Regions from separate parts of the Oryzias latipes genome. Here region 2 is linked to region 1. Evidence: chromatin contacts called from public Hi-C data. All regions are on one chromosome and are shown on one strand. The core of a region is the stretch at or near the end of the contact, and the rest is flanking DNA. Distances in the headings are between cores, read along the strand shown. Region 1 holds the start of LOC101161180. Region 2 overlaps LOC101161430 (protein-tyrosine sulfotransferase 1).

Evidence for each region. A called contact is a pair of places that touch in the nucleus more often than the background predicts.
Region 2: a contact with region 1 is called in a Hi-C map of embryo, with 3 times the contacts expected there. The contact joins the enhancer-like site here to the promoter of LOC101161180 in region 1. A contact is called at or near these places in 4 of 5 Hi-C or Micro-C datasets (embryo, fibroblasts and gastrula embryo).

What each region holds. Positions count from the first base shown.
Region 1 is chr13:30,334,054-30,337,204 of ASM223467v1, forward strand. It overlaps LOC101161180, which reads left to right and starts at 1,822. Exons shown (of 2, transcript XM_004075942.4): 1 at 1,822-2,332; 2 at 2,694-3,151. The coding sequence starts at 1,841. The coding sequence ends at 2,816.
Region 2 is chr13:30,407,116-30,410,122 of ASM223467v1, forward strand. It overlaps LOC101161430 (protein-tyrosine sulfotransferase 1), which reads left to right. Exons shown (of 7, transcript XR_909917.3): 5 at 1,784-1,834; 6 at 2,206-2,301. Among protein-coding and RNA genes, the nearest start is that of LOC101174687, 15 kb to the right of the region's middle. Within about 2 kb of position 1,361, at least 2 of the 8 cell types and tissues checked have an H3K27ac peak or open chromatin away from gene starts, as enhancers often do. A contact at or near this core is called in embryo, where this site is marked.

The DNA of each region.
Region 1 (3,151 bases), core at 572-3,071:
GTCTGCTTTGTTCCAGAAAGAAAACTGTCTGGTTCTAAAGTTCACAGATAAACCTTGTTTTTGCCACGGTAACATTCTCAAAACTTAAACCAACATCTGCGTAGATGCATGGCTCGGATAAGGAGATCAGAAACCTTCAGTTTGCATGTTTGAGAGAGCCTGTAAAGCCCATTGCTGCTCTCAGGACATCAGTTGTTCTGCCAGGGACCATTTTTCATCTCAACTCAATTTAAATAAGTGACTTCCTCCTCCTTCCTTGGCCGTCACTGGCCTGCCCATCAGTTTTTTCTCTTCCAGTTGTTCTTCTCAGGTATAATGGAGCCAAACATTTCCTTCAGAAAACAGACCCACTATTTTTACCCATCTGCAAAACACAAAAGGAGAAGAAATGAAGGAAATTTCAGCTTGAATTCCAAAAGCAAAAGATTGCTCTCAGCCCATGGTGTTGAAAAATCACAAAATGCGGTTAAACATGCGAGTGTTTGTGGACGGACAGCCATCACGCAGCTCGCCTCTCCCTCTCCTGAAAGCCCTCAGTGGCTGAACAACATCGGAACAGAGGGTTTGTCCTCAGGTGGTCATCAGGCGTGGAACCAGACCGAACACTTAGGACACTCAGACTTTTCTGATGGCTTCAGGTGCATCTGGGATTTGCCTGCACACATTCTCCATATTGGGGCCACCAATGCAATGCAGCAAACAATCACAATCAACCGTTCTGGAACCAAGAACACCTGTGCATCACTGACATGCAGACCAACCAAAGCACAGCAGCAGTCCATAGAGCACTCAGCCATTTTCCTTTCCATGGAAATGTTGCCATGGTAGCCCTCTGCTTTGTGATGTGGAGTTAACTTTAGGGATCCAATGCAATGGCTGATGAGGAGCGAGCAGTCTCTCAGTCTGAGCAGAGCTACTGTTGAGAGAACTTTCAGAGGCTAAACAACTGTTTCATAGCTGACTGATGATTTCTGCACGTTTTCTGCCCAAGGTCCACTGCTAACACCACAGCTGCACTGTCTGGGACGGTCAAACATGCAATCAAAGCTCAACTCAACATTTGAGCTCGTTATGAAATCTGATGTTAACATTGGATGTCCACACAAGCTAAACTTTTCTGGGTTTTCTTGAACTTTTTGACCTTTGAACTGACTGTACCTCTGCCTATTCATTGATGACTCAGAAGTGTATTCATTCAAAAGAATGAATCTGGAGCCAAAAAGCATCCTCATTATTTCATCAATACAAACATCAAAGTTGAATTTTATTTTAAACGATCTGCTTTGCTGTAAGTGTACATTTGAAATCAGACAAAAAGTTTTGCCCATAAAAATCATTCAGCAAAGGGGGCTCCAGTGAAATAACTGAGAACATTTCCGTGTTCTTACATTTCTACTGAAAACGAAACAGGCAAAGATGGTGAAACGATTGAATCCTGAAAATGATCAGCTGACAAACAGAACAGTCCAGTTCATGTTTCACTGAGGTTTTTAGCGTTCGTCTGAATCATGCTTTAACCAGGAAACATGAGATCTCTGAAGACATGAGAGTTTACTCAAAGATGAGCTCAGTCACGTCCAGTGACTAATGAAGATTTTCAGACTGAACCTCACACTGGAGCTTATCCAGGATCATTTTCATAACTTGAAGAGTTTGTTGCGCCTTCTTTCTTTTTTGGTTTGCTCCACTGACAGGTGTGATGTCTGTACAGAGCAGTCAGTGCAAGAAGAGCAGCTGCACATGCACACATGTGGGGAGGATTCAGCTGATGAAGCTCAGGGAGGAGCCACCCTGCCTCAGAACTTAAAAAGGCTCAGCAGAGGTGGATCTGCATACAACAATGGCCTTCCTGCAGCTGCTTGGGTTTGTGTTTGTGCTAGCCTTCAGTGGTGTTGGTGATGCACAGCGCCGTGGTATGAGGCCCCCTCCGTGGGCAGCCAAGATGCAGAATCCTCATGTCGCTGCGACCCGGACCAGGGTTCTGGCTGGGAAAGGCCACTCCCCATCTCTGCAGGATGATGGGCTTGACTCGAAATGGATCCGGCCTGCAGGCGAGCAGCTCAAGTGGAAGTTTCCAGAACCCCCGGCAGAGCCAGTGAACAGGCCACCTGTCCAGTTCAAACTGCAACAGCCAGTGGTCTCCAACAGGGTGGCGGTAAAATGTGGGGAGAGTAAGGTCCTGGTTGAAGTGAGTCAAGACCTGCTGGGCATTGGCACACTGATCAGTCCAGATGAAATCACACTCGGTGGCTGTCCAGTCACTGAGGTGGATGACCGGTCCCAGGTGCTGATCATTGAATCGGAGCTGCATGAGTGTGGCAGCACACTAATGGTAAGGCTTCTTTTCTGTGACTCAAACTGCAGATGTTGAGACGTTTTCTTCTGGTTCCTGAATGTCTGCTTCTGTCTAGAATGACAGTGACGTCCTAAAGCACGGCTGGCCAACCCTGGTCATCAGGAGCCAAAGCCTTGCCTCATTTTTCTTTTTTTCCAGCTTTCTCTTCAAATGTTGCTGCTGATCAGCTAACACGCATAACTCCTGATTCTGCATCAAGCAGTCCAGGGTGAGCTGGAAAACGGGCAGGTTATGCCTCCTGAGGACCAGGATGAGGCAGTCCTGTCCTTAAAAAGCAGAAGCTTGGTGACACACACACTTCACAATGTGATTAAACTTCTTTCTCTTTCTCTTTCAGCTAGAGGATAATGGTTTTGTTTATACCTTCAAGCTGATCTATAACCCCAAGTCAATGGCGAGGAGTCCCATCACAAGGAGCCAGAGTACAGCCATTGGAATAGAGTGCCACTACAAGAACTAAACTGAATAAAGTTTTATGTTCTGTCATTCCATTGGTAAAGTGTCAGGTGGGTGTTGCAGCCTGTAGTTTATGATCCACCTTCAATCTTTGTAAAATACCTAATTCCTTTTTAACGTTTGAATGAACTATGTTAATGACTAAACATTTGAGTCTCCTAACTTCTCATTTCCAGGCAGCTTAAATAGTGGAGTAGTGTTTTTCTTTTGTTTTTTTTTTTAAATCTACTTTAAAGTTGTTGAAATAAATCTGAGCCAAAAAAGATTGAACAGAGTTGTTGCATCTCAATCTGAAGAACCAGTGTCAGAAATGTAGATCTACAGATGCAATCTGCTGTC
Region 2 (3,007 bases), core at 111-2,610, 73 kb after region 1:
TCTGCTGATTCAGTCATTTTAGAAACTGGTGACTCTGGAGGTTTTTGTCAGAAATTCTTGTCAATACTGTTGACTTTACAGAAAATCATATTTGCATTTGAAAAAATGTACGAATGAATATTTTATTGCAATGGCCAAAGTGTGGATTGTAGATAAATAAAACTATGAGGATCCAGTTTAAATATGAAACTTTGTGCCAGTTTGAATGTAATTTTAAAGTTGTCTGAATTTCAAATTGGACTTGATGGAAGATAGAATTCTAAATGTGTTACCATTTAGAGCAACACTAGCACTAAAGCTTTGATGTGGAAGCCAAACACTGGGGAGGACATGAGTGTAATTAGAGACAGCAGCCGATGTTAGTCCTGCTGCTGCTGTAATTTGAAAGAGCCTGAAGATTTGGCAGAAGGAGTCTCTTGTTGGAAGATGACAGGAAGGAGGTTCAGCAGCGCTTCACTTCCTTCCTTCCTTCCTTCTGTCTGAGGAGCTCCTCTCCTCTTTGTGTCTAGTGCCAGTGTTGTGTTTTTTTAGGTTGGCATCAGCAGATCTCTGGGTAATCTTGAGGTCAGAATCTATTCACCCTCAGGGTTCCGCTACTTCTCTGACGGACAGTCTGATCTATGTGAGGAGACGGCGCCCCCTGTCTGCTGCACCTGCAGGCGGCGCTCTGCCTCTCCTCATTCCTCATGTCTGTTGCATGCTTCACCCGTCTGCCAGCACAGGTTTGGCGCCTCTTTTTAAACTCGGTCTCTGCAGCAGATGGAGAGTGTCGCCTTTCATTCAGATGTTTTCTGCGTAGCGTGCAGCCTTCCTGAACATCTTGATAAGGGGGATTGATTCTACAGAAGAAACCTTTACTGAGTGCTTTTGAGCGGTCTGTGAGTGAAAGGGCTGACATGTGGACTGACTGAGTGGATGTGCAGATGGTCTGGGCTTTATGGGAATAAAGAGCTCAGGGTCAAAGTTGTTTAGGCTCACGGCTGAGTACAGAACGATACCTGCAGGGAAAAGGAAGACGAACCTTCTGGTGTTTTTCTTCCCTCTGATTCTGATCTTTCTTTAAATGTCACACATCCTGTTCTTCATTCAACGAGGTGTTACTTCCTGTTTTGATCGTTTTTAAGGCGAGGGGTTTGAACGGCGCAGGAGTTCATTTCTTCTGAGGAACTGGGTCAGACAGGCGGACTGTGGTCTGATCCAGGAACCGTTTCTGTTCACGTGTTTACCAACTCTGGTACAGTTTACTTTAGTGTTGATGCCGTTTGGACCAAAGCAGACATTATTGAGGAGGTGTAGGTGATGATCAGTATTTCATGGTAGAGGGGACGCTGTTTTCTTCTTCATGTTTGTTTATGGGGAAATACTGCCACCAAGGGAGCAGTTGTTGCTACTGCAGCCTTTGTTTGGTCTGCTTCACTCTGGGATCCTCTCCTGTGGGAAATCAAACCAGACCAGATGGTGTGTGTGCTTTAGCAGCATTCTTGGCCGTTTGAACCGAGTCCTCAGGACTTGTGGTATGAAAGCTGCCTGAGACTGCTGGGATGTTCGTGGAGCCTAAAAACAATGTTAAAAAGCTTCCAGGCTTTGTTTCATGAGCTCAGTTAACCCAGGACTTTGTTTCACACCGAAGCAGCTTAGAGCTCTTCTGTCCTCCTGAAAACACCTCAGGACTTGGTGTGTCCGGATCTGCGTCTCAGGCTTTAAGGCAGTGACGTTTGTGTCTCTGCCATGGATGCCCAGCTGCTGACTCTTCAGGCTCTAAACCTGGCCCTCTGTTTTCCAGGTCTTTAAAGGTGAATTTCAGCTCCCAGATTTCCTAAAAGAGCAGTCACAGGTACAGTAACACTTCTGCCTGTTACCAAGCCTTCTCTTCCGCCTCCTCTTCCAGATTGAGCCTTTTTCTGGTGTGTGTTTTCAGTTCACGCTCGGTTGAAGTTCCAGATTTCCATCTGCTCTTTAGTTCTTCATCTCCTATTTTTCTCTTGAGTTTTCTGGCCATCTCGTGCAGCCTGTTGATGTTTTCAGTTTTGGGCTCATATTTTTCTGTTGATTCTGGGTAGGGGTCTCATGCTGGCTCCAGTGCTCTTCTGCCCCCTGCTGGTAGCCTGATGAATCTGCATCTCTTCATCATCACTGTTCCTGCCGCTGAATGTTGTGACTCAGCGGTTTGTCTCTGAATGCTAACACGTCTCTTGGTCCACACAGATCCAGAAGTCTGCAGAGAAGTCCAGCCCCAGTTAGGACCAGACGGGGCGCCACCGCCGCCATACCGAGGTACAGCTTGAACCCCCACACACTAAAGTGAGCCTGAATCCTGAAGAGTGACAATGTGATGAACCAGAACTGTGGGTCATGCTGATGTTGGGTTTGGAGAGGATGTGCAGAACAGCAGCCCACTAGAATGAAAACATCTTTTGGATCAGACTGTGTCCAGGGAGGAAAATCTACTGACTGGCTGCATGAGAAACAGCTCCTTATGCAATTTTATATGCAGAGTGTGTATCTAAAAAAAACCTTAAATGCATTTATGAAAAGAGGAACTAAATCAAGTCATTCTTATATGTGATTAGAAAACTACTAGAAAAACATTAAGGCGTTGCCTTGTCCTTGCTCCGTGTTCAAACTCGGTTTTGATTTGCTAAACCATTCTGTCTCCGTTAAGCTTTTGAACCAATCAGAGCCTTTGGTTGTTTTCTCTCTGCGTAAGGCGTCGCCCAAAGGATGAAGGGAGAAGGTAAACGATTAAATGAATCCTGCAGCTGAACGGATTTGAAAGAAAAAAAGGGGTTTTACATCAATCAAATGTAAATGATTCTCTAACTTCACTGAATAATTTCTTGAAAATACATTTACAAACTCATGTGTTATTTAATAAACAGTAAATGCTGTCTAAAATGTGGAATAAAGAACCACTTGACCATAGTATGGTTTGGATTTGAAAATAATTGTTGAATCCAAAATGGAATCAACTTCATATGTCATTTGAATCCCTAAACATCTATATCAT